2 separate regions of the Bombyx mori genome follow, and region 1 is linked to region 2. Evidence: chromatin contacts called from public Hi-C data. All regions are on one chromosome and are shown on one strand. The core of a region is the stretch at or near the end of the contact, and the rest is flanking DNA. Distances in the headings are between cores, read along the strand shown.

Region 1 (5,419 bases), core at 2,149-4,648, 560 kb after region 2:
GTTCTAAGGTCCCAGTATAGTTACAACGGCTGCCCCACCCTTCGAACCGAAACGCATTACTGCTTCACGGCGGAAATAGGCGGGATGGTGGTACTTAACCGTGTGGACTCACAAGAGGTCCTACCACCAGTAATTACGCAAATTATAATTTTGCGGGTTTGATTTTTCATTAGAAAAATTGGTACCCGCCTGCGGGATTCGAACACCGGTGCATCGCTCAACACGAATGCACCGGACGTCTTATCCTTTAGGCCACGACGATAAAGTTTTCTTTAAATTCCTTTCCATTTTCATAGGATTATCACATTAGCTTACCTTATACTCACTATCTGGAAGTATTTAGGATAACAAACATACATTATTTTGTGGAGTTTAGAATATGCGAATTGAAAATTATACCTGGTTCTTTTGCATTTAAGACATTGTGGAAAAAACTTCTAACGGAATAATCCCAATCACTCTGGTAAAACGATAATCCAATTGGTGTGATATTATCTTGATGTTTTTTATACCATTCTCTAGTAACAAATGTGCGATCTTGAAGAGCTGATGACGAAGTAACTGAAATTTTGCATTAAGAAATATTATTAATATAATAATAAATAATTAATACAAAAGCGAAATGAATTAAATTCATTCATTATTAATCATTCTGCAACATTAATCAAGGCTATAATTTTATTGTTGTAACATTCAAAAACAAATTGACAATGAATATAAAATCTATACTTAATATTATAAAGCTGACGAGTTTGATTGTTTGAACGCACAAATCTCAGGAACTACTGGTCCGATTTAAAAATTTTTCAGTGTTAGATAGCCCTTTTATCGAGGAAGGCTATAGGCTATATATCATCACGCTAAGACCAATGCAGGCGGAGCACCAATAAATAATGTTTCAAAATCGAGGTTTTTTCCCTTTTGAGAGCTTCCACTGCGTGCGCTGCGGAAACGGATAGTTTCGCTAAAGTGATGTATGAGAGAATTGTTCGCCTTTAAAAGATCTAAAAAAAAGTCCGCGACAGCATATGTCTACGTTTAAAGGCTGGCTCACTATAACGTTTTTATGCTAACCATATTTGTTCTAAAATAACACATTGTTTGTGAAGGTGTTTTTTATAAAGATGATATTAATCCCTATCCAAATAAATACGTTATTCATTACAAGATTGAAACACCTAAATCACTTCAAGATAGGCTTTGACAATTATAGATTTTTCTGGATTTCTCCATCATCAGATTTTGATGTAAATAGGACCATTCGGGAAGTCTACCCTTTCGAACAAAAAAAAGAAAAAAATATATATCAAAATCGGTTCAAGCATTCTCGAGAAATCGGTGAACATACATAGATAAAAAATTATGGTCGAATTGATAACTTCCTCTTTTGAAGTCGGTTAAAAAGCGTGATTTTGGTTCCTTAAATAGCTCCTTAACATTCTATTATTCAAAAATATTTTCATTTTCTACATAAATGAAGAGGCAGGTAAAATGTAGCGTTATGTCAAAGTAACTATTCCACATGGACGAAGTCGCAAGCAAAAGCCAGTAAATCATAAAATACAAACCTTTTGGTAAAGCATAATCAATTGTCTTATCCTGTTTATAAAGAACAAACACATATCTGTGGTAACCAGTGCCCTTCAAAGGAAATGGCTGTAAATAATCAACAAGAGTTTCACCCTTCTCGATAGCATTACCAGGTATATTAGCCACAAGCCAATGTACATATTCCTTTTCATTCTCATATAAATGACCATCTAAGCTAGTAAATGCTAAAGTCCATAATGCATTGTCATCAGATTCATAAGTAATAATTGGTGCCTCTAAAGCCTCTGTAGGCTTAATTACATTTCCTGCACAAACAGGCAAAAATGTGCCATCCTTCAAATTGTACAGAACATCTATGTTTAAATGTGGTAAAAAATATCCTTCACCATAAAGATGTTCAAATACGCCATAATGGTCTCCAATTTGTTTTTTATGAAATGGACCTGTAGTTTTCAGCCATTCTTTTCTGACATCTTCCAGATCTATTTCAAGTTTTAAATTTCGAGATGATTTTTCTAAGTTTTTATCACTTTTTATTTTTCTCAGATGTTGCAGTCGATGATCACGAACTTCTTTAGTTTGCCTGGAAATAAAATATATCCAATGACAAATAATACAATAAGTAAACTTTTTGAAAATAATTGTTAAATACTGGTCAAGTATTTCCAGTGAAATAGGTATTCAAACTAAAAGTTTTAGTACACATTTGTATGTTTAGTACACACACATAACACTATACATAACTTAAATCTTACACTAAGGTATTACAATATCTATATTTAGGTTACAAACAACAACTAAGACTAATAATTTATCTATTATATATCTGATATACAAGTAGGTAATCTTGTTGAAGAACCACTTGGTGTTAGGTGGTAACTAGAACCCAAACATAAGTGAAAGCACCACCAACCACCTATCCTGAGGCATGAGCTCTGTCTCAATTATATTACAAAATCGCTATCCCACTCTGTAAATTGGAATACAGATACAATGCAATTTTTTAAATATGGTAGTACCTACCCCAGCAAGTACACCATGATGACTTGTCACTATTATAAATAAGACTTGATCATTTATTCCAAAATTGTTGATTAAATATCGCAACAAATACTAAATAGTTTTTATTTATCTATTGTAATAATTTAATTTGAAGTAAGTACGTGAAATGAAGTACACTAGTATTATTTTACTTACTTTATTGGTGGGAAGCCAATGTCGATTCGACTTGTGTACAGTTCATCTTTGTAATTAAGTTCTTGGATACGTTGTTTCAAGGACCTCGCATATATAGGCGGATTACCTCGTACTCTGTGCCCCGACCTTATTTGTTGAAGTTGAACAGCAGCTATACGGGCCCCACGGATTGTGTTTAGCATTTTTATTTAAGTTTTTAACTTAATGTTAACATCACAAGCAAATTATCTGTATTAAATATTTCTAACAGGTGTGACGCTTTTCTTAAATTTGCTAATGAATTTAATAATAAAATTCAGTAGGTATTACACATAAATAGGTATTTGTTAGGTTATTAGTCTATGGGTTATCACTATCACTGTTATTAGGTTAAAAAGTTGACAGTTAACACTATTAACAGTACCGTAAAATGGGGCGATTAGGGATTGAGAGGCGAATTGGGAAAAAAACAGGAAAATCTTTCGACGCTCAATATTAGTATTATATTCGTTGCAAAATCTTCCATTTTTTGTAGTTTAATAGTAGAACGTTGAAAGTTCACAAAACAACTCTGAATATGCATGATGATAGCTGCTAACTCATAAAAATCGCGTTTCAAATTAACTTCCTGTGGTGATAATTATTTTAGTGCTAGAAACTTTGCTCTCTTTTATTTATTTGATAATAATAGAAGACGACTGTGATTTATATACGTTATTTAGTGTTTGAACCATCATATATATTAAAGGTAAGTCTCAGTTTTAATGTATTTGATCAAATAAAAATAAATGTAAAAATCTGTTGTTTTTGGGGATATTGGGGACGTCTTAGGTACAAATAACAACGAAAAAGGGGTCATTTGGGATGAGAATAAGAGAAATGGAAACAACCTAAGTATAAATACAGGTACAGGTTTGTAGGTAACGAAAGCCCTACAATTTTTTCCAACATTATTTATTATTACTAACGATAATATAAACAAAATTTCGATCAATGCCAACTTAAAGAAAAAACACTTGTTAATTGTATGTCTGTTATGTTGGTATCGATTGCACGCATCACGCACAAACATTACTTTTGACTCATAGATTAGCTCTACTTTTGAGAGTGCTCGATTGTGCGAAGCGTTGCTGTAGTTGAAACATTTAACGTTGAGCATTATGCCGCATAATGCGCTCTTGTGCTGTAATTGGAAAACTACCACAATTTCGTTTTCTCAGATATGTGCATTTTTACAAATCTAGAAGTTTTTAAGGCATTATTGCTACACGTTTAAACCTCACTAAGCAAAAATTACTAAATGAATACTATTCACACAGCACTCCAGTGCACTTCTTGTGTGCCTGCCAAAAACTTTTTAGTATATGCAATACTATTAATAGTTCAATAATCTCGCCCAATCTTCTTACGCGATTCCGATCCGGTAGCAGATTCATTCGCGAAGCAGCTGCTCTTGAGATGTTAAGGTCTCCTTTAGAAGCGCTCAATCCCACCCCTCCTGGCTGAGCCTGTGTTTACCCATCTGTCCTGATAAAACTGGAAAGGCCTCCGGGCTACCAGTTAACCTACCTTCATAAAAAAAATTGCAATAATGTAAAATAAAACCTAAAAAATCCAATATACTTAGAACAAAGATAAGACTAGCTTCCTAGGGGCTCTTAATTATTTTGTTGTTTTTTTTGTGGGACTTCAAAGTTTACTTATTAGACTGTTAACCGAATTTTAATTTATTTTTTTATGATGACACGCCTAAATTATTCTAAATGGGTATTATTTATTTCAATGAAGCAACTTGCCGCGACATTCAATATCAACGCGACTATTGAGTACCTACACTTCTGTAATGAAATTAGAAAATGCACTTAAAAATACCTACTGAAAATAATCTTTTGTACTAGCGACCGGCCATCGCTTCGCTTCGGAAACATAAAATTTTATTATTGATAGCTGAGTCCCGCGATGTTACCAGCGGTTATTGTCGTACCGCGGATGAAGCCGCGGGGCAAAGCTAGTCTAAAAAAAGGTAGCATAAGTTACTCCTTATATCATCAGCCACCTGTAAGTGAAAGTCCTGTCAAAATCGGTCCAGCTGTTCCAGAGATTAGCCGGAACAAACAAACAGATAGACAGACAAAAATTGTAAAATAAAATATTTTGGTGTATATATATTCATTCATGTGCATGTAGTAAAAAACTTTATTTCAATATTACAAACAGACATTCCAATTTTATTTATATGTATAGATTTCTTATATGCAGTATATATTACGTCATATGGCACTTAAGTCTTAAGGTTTAATTCTAATGGTTTCACTTAATCTTTCTCATCACATACAACTAGCTATGACCTTAAAACTCATTACTCAAGGTGGGTGGCGGCATTTACGTTGTAGTAGTCTATGGGCTTCGGTAACCACTTAACATCAAGTGGGCTGTGAGCTCATCGACCCACGCAATAAATACACATCATCACAATCTTTTTTTCTCTTATTTTTGGTTTTTTCCTATAAAGGTGAGCCTGTAAATAAAAATACATTACTTCGAAAAAAATTAATACTGTGATTTTTAATTAAAGCCTGTGAAAATTTGACATGTTATAACTACTCGCTAATTATAAAATCATAAAAGTTTAATAGGAGCAAGTTAAAAAAGTATTTTTGTCAACTGCGGATGAGTACAACTTTAAAAATTT
Region 2 (5,317 bases), core at 1,686-4,185:
ACAAATGTTTTAAATTACTCAAGAAATAAAATACTTTAAAATTCCTGAAATTTCTTAGGCTAATTTCTTTGTATTTACAACAAATAAATGCGCTTTTACTGCCACTAATCGCAAACAAACCTGCAGTTACTATTATTACAACATTTATCATTTTATTCCGATAGGGCTATGTATACAAGTTAACATGATAGTTGTTTTTTTTTTAAATAATTCTTAGTCCTTAGATAAGCATCTGCATTATACTTGTAGCAAATAAGCTACTTCTCAGAACTAAGTCAATATGAAAATGTTAATAGTTCACTGTAATTTGTTATCCAACTGTTGTACAATTTGATTTGATACAACTTTAGTAGCTACAGAGGCATTTGGAATAAGAAATCTATCCATATCTTTAATTAGTAAATTATCACCATCTGGAATACCATACTTAAATGTAATTAATTCTGGATGCCTCTTCTTAGCTGTTATTTTAACTATAGTAGAGAGAGGTCTCCTAGACATAATCTTTGCTAGGCCTCGTTTATTTGGAATGTCACGTAAAACAATTAAGTGTGTTTCTGTTACAACTATATAAGAATCATGCATATATCCATTAAGTAATACTTCCTGGCATTGAAAATTATCAATAGTATTTGGTTCCTTAAGAAACGACTGCACATTAACTATTTCTTCGATAGAATCAGAAAGTGTAAGATCATGACGTAAACTATCAGACCGTGAGTCTTCATCTTCATCATTTATGCTAAATACAGGTGGTACATTTCTATACCTTTGCTCTTTTCTATCATTTGCAGACACATGCCATTCACTATTATTGTATGTGGAATTTGGGTTAACTATGTACTCTATCAATTTCCCTTTGACTTCTTGACTTTTAGCTTTCATGGCAGATGACAATTTGCTAAACAATTGTTTAGTAATCATATTCTCACTAGTTTTGGTTGCACTGGCTACGTTTTTACTCATTCCAACAGAGGTATTATTTGGAACACAAACAAGACATGCTGATGCATTGTGTTCCTCTAGGCAATCTGTCATATGAGGCCCAAAATAATCATGAATTGCCACAAAGCCACCATCAAGCATAGAAACATGTTTAGTATTTCTCTTCAGAAATGATGCAACCACCATATGAGCATAACTATCTTCTTCAGTTCTACCTGATCCGACAAAACATAGATGTTCTCCAGCAGCAAGTGATCCAGCAGCTAAGGCTTGTCTTTGAGCATTTAATAGTCCTTGCACGGCTGTATTAAAAGCTGCAGGTTCTTGCAACATCAAATTACAATCTAGATGAAATGCGGTGGATAAATGACCTGCATTATATTGATCTGTTGGTCGACAATCAACTAAAAAGAATTTCACACTATCTGAATTTGCCAATTCTAATGTTGCACTTTCAATTAATTCATGAACTGCTACAGGCAGACATAAAGCTTGTGAGTACAGTCTTGAATTTATTTCCAATTCACTTTCTGAAAATAAGACCTCTAAGACATCATCTCTGAAAGACTGAGGTGTTTTTAATGAGTAGTAATGAGCCAATGAACAGAAATCCGAAACATCATTTGCTTCCAAATCTGCAGGCATATTGGTAAGAATTTGTATAATGGCTGTTTTATCATCATTTTTCATCTGTAGTAATTGTTCTCTGGCATTAATGATCATAATTAAGCATAGAAAAAATATGAAGAACGGATCTGACCTTTGAAAATACAAATCCCACATGTATAAAGCTACATCCAAACTACATGTACCAGCAAATAATGACTTCAACCATGGTGAACAATACTGTTCTGGAGTGATTCTTTTTGTATCCAAAAATGAACAAAGTTCTGGATCATGGTATTGAAGTATCAACCTTAATATATGGCAAGGTACTCCATTTTTTGAACAGCCCTTTGGTGTATACAATTTTAAAATCCTTTCAAACAAATTATAAGTATCTGACCGTGGTAGCTTCAAACTTAACAAAGGTAATAAAATATCAATCCAACCATTGTTTGAAGTGTAAGTTGTGTTCTTCGATTTGCAATAAAATGTGATTATTGACTCAACATCAGATATAACTGCTAATTTATCATCTTCTTCATTGCCAAGTTTTTCAACAAACTTTTTTACATCATCTCTTAATTCATTCTGATTAGGTAAGTCAAATATCTCATCAAACAAAAGCAATTGGTTTCCAGCATCTTGACAATTCAAACATAACAACCACACATCAGGACGTAAGCTAACAGGTATTTTTTTTCCTTTCGTTAATGCATTAATTTCTTGTGCGGTACATCCATCGAGAAGAGCAGACTCTAGTTCTATCAACCTAAAATAGTTTTTTTAAAATTATTAGTGCCAAGAAGTAAATTTTACATTAAATATAATATTGTAGAAGGAATGGCATTTTTTATGAGAATTTACTACAATTATTTTTCCAAGGGTGACGATAACGTATAATCGCTATTTATATATATAATTGCTAACGATATCTCACACAATTACCTATGCAAGTATACTGCAATGTGCAAACATGGTCATGAAATAATTAACAAAACGACGTCCTTGACAATAGTGAAATACTGATAAATGCTCAAAACTGTACTAGTAGTATCTGAAGTAATCTTAGCCCTCATCTATGAGGACTAAGATCAAACGATACAAGATCAAATAATTCTCATGAGCAAATATCCCGAATTATAAGTAAATTAAAACTAAAATATTTCCTTACCAAGTATCATCGTCGTCTCCTGCCATTTGTTTCGTTTGACACGACAAATTTAAATTAGTTGATAACTACAACACAATGGAGCTCCAAATCGTGCGAAAAATACATCAAAACAATTTCGTAAATATTGAAATTTAGTTTTGCAAATTTTAGTAATTTTAAGTTAGCCTATCAAATATGTTATCTATGCAGTATGTATACAATACATACAAACCTCGAGATAACACAGTACCGTAAAATGGAACGATTAGGGATTGAGAGGCGAATCGGGAAAAAACCGAGAAAATCTTTCGACGCTCATTATTAGTTTTATATTCGTTGCAAAATCTTCCATTTTTTTGTAGTTTAATAGTAGAATGTTGAAAGTTTACAAAACAACTCTGAATATGCATGATAATAGCTGCTAACTTATAAAAAATCGCGTTTCAAATTAACTTCCTGTGGTGGTAATTATTTTAGTGCTAGAAACTTTGCTCTCTTTTATTTATTTGATAATAATAGAAGACGACTGTGATTTATAAACGTTATTTAGTGTTTGAACCATCATGTATATTAAAAATAAGTCTCAGTTGTTATTGGTTTTAATGTATTTGATAAAATAAAAATACATGTAAAAATCTGTTGTTTCTGGGGATATTGGGGACGTTTTAGGTACAAATAACAACGAAAAAGGGATCAATTGGGATGAGAATACGTGAAATGGAAACGACCTAAATATAAATAGGTACAGGTTTCTAGGGTTGTCTATGTAGTTACAACAATATTTTTTAGATTTGTTGGTAAAAATCTTTTTTATTCATGATGTTTTTGTTTAGAACTTTTATTCAAAATTATCAATGTGTTATTTTATTGTTTGGTAAATATTTATATTATCAGTTACGTATTGTTTTCTATTTTTGGATATGCCTCGCGTGTACGTATCAAAGAGTGCAGATATTATCCCTTAATATTAAAAACAGCAATTGGGAAATTGCCAAATTGGGAATAAGTCTTTAGTTGAAATAGCTAAGCAATTTAATATAAGTAAGTCAATTTTGCACAGACATGTAATAAGAACAATGAAATCTCAAGGTGGACAAAAATGTCTAAGTAATACATAATAAAATATTTAATATTTGTTCAGTGTCCGTTTTTCAATGTTTTTTATTGATGATCACTTTGTTGGTGCAACTAAATAAATAAATAAATTAAAACCAAGTAGTGCCCACCCTAGAAAATTTCTCATTTCGTCCCAATTAACCGCAATTTCCGGGTAAATAGGGATTACACATATTTTTGCTTTTTTTGCTTAAACTGGAATGCTAGTTGCATAGTTTTAAATTGGACAACAAAGATGCCCCCAAGACTCAATCATTTTGATCCTGATATAGCATTATATACATCAACAACTACCTTAAAATTGGTCATAAAGTTGGAATTTGTCCCTAATCGCCCCATTTTACCAGTACACACTAGAAGGCAGATTTATATAGAGTCAGTAACTAACGTCAGTGCTGGCGCCCAAAACTAACCCAATCAGTACTTCGTCAGTAGTCGAAGATATTTCATAAGGTGTACATACCTTTGTAAAGTCAGTGCGGAAAAATGAGTTCTCGAAAACAGCAAAAAATCAGAGTTAATAATTTGTTGAGAAAATGTACCTTTGTGATGATGCAAGAACTAACTGGTATGCTAGAAGAAATATCTAAAAAGAAGCGATTTTGGGTAAGAAAATGGATAGATGACAGAGATCAAACTGGAGGCTTAGCTCTGTTGTTAAGAATTGAAGGTCCTGGGGAATACAAACTGCCTTTGAGAATAGCGCAAAAAACTTTGATGATTTGCTTATATTGTTATCAAGTTCTATTCAACATCAAGACACATTTATGAGAGACGCCTTGCTAGCCAATATTCTTTAATGCTGTTGCACGCATTTCTTTATTTCTATAATTTTGTGATTTATTATCCTACAGGCATTCATTATCGTGGTATAGTTGAATAATCTTTAAGTTCTCCGTGATGTTTACTTTTCGTGCCATTTTGTGATGTGGTGCAATGCAGCGTGGTCCCCGTACAATAAAGCGGCAGCGACTGACTTCGGCATTTACACGGTGTCAGTAGCGCTGGCGTGGGTGGTGGGGGGGGCGGACTGACGCCGAAAAATATGAAGCGGAAATATTGAAGACAGTACTGTTATTTCTTCTTCTCCATCGCTGTCTCGTTACTGAGGATCGTGACTCCGTTTCAGCTTGTCGACTACCAGCCTCCATCGGTTCCGGTCAGTTGCCTGGTGTAGTGCAGCGCTAAATGGTCCGCTGGTTTGCTCGGAGATCTGGTCGGACCAACGTTTGGGGCTCCGGCCTCTAGGACGTTTTCCTTCTACTTTTCCAGTGACCATCAAACGTTCCAAGTTATCTACACCTCTGCGGGCAACGTGGCCAAAGTAGTGCATTATGCGTTGCAGACAGGTGGTAGACAGGCGTTGAGCATTCTCCATTTTAAGCTGTTGTAGGACCGAGATGTTCGTGCGGTAGGCTGTCCATAGAATCCTTAATAAGCGGCGCCAACAACACATTTCAAAAGCATCAAGTCTGTTTCGGTCAGCTGCTTTTATTGTCC

What was found. A called contact is a pair of places that touch in the nucleus more often than the background predicts.
Region 1: a contact with region 2 is called in a Hi-C map of middle silk gland, with 2.3 times the contacts expected there. The contact joins the promoter of LOC101743314 here to the promoter of LOC101735701 in region 2. A contact is called at or near these places in 3 of 7 Hi-C or Micro-C datasets (middle silk gland, posterior silk gland and whole pupa).

Annotation. Positions count from the first base shown.
Region 1 is chr12:9,506,249-9,511,667 of ASM3026992v2, forward strand. It overlaps LOC101743314 (large ribosomal subunit protein mL38), which reads right to left and starts at 3,399. Exons shown (of 4, transcript XM_038014711.2): 1 at 2,749-3,399; 2 at 1,569-2,134; 3 at 400-561. The coding sequence starts at 2,930.
Region 2 is chr12:8,948,546-8,953,862 of ASM3026992v2, forward strand. It overlaps LOC101735701 (TBC1 domain family member 23), which reads right to left and starts at 2,936. Exons shown (of 2, transcript XM_038014578.2): 1 at 2,723-2,936; 2 at 1-2,320. The coding sequence starts at 2,748. The coding sequence ends at 298.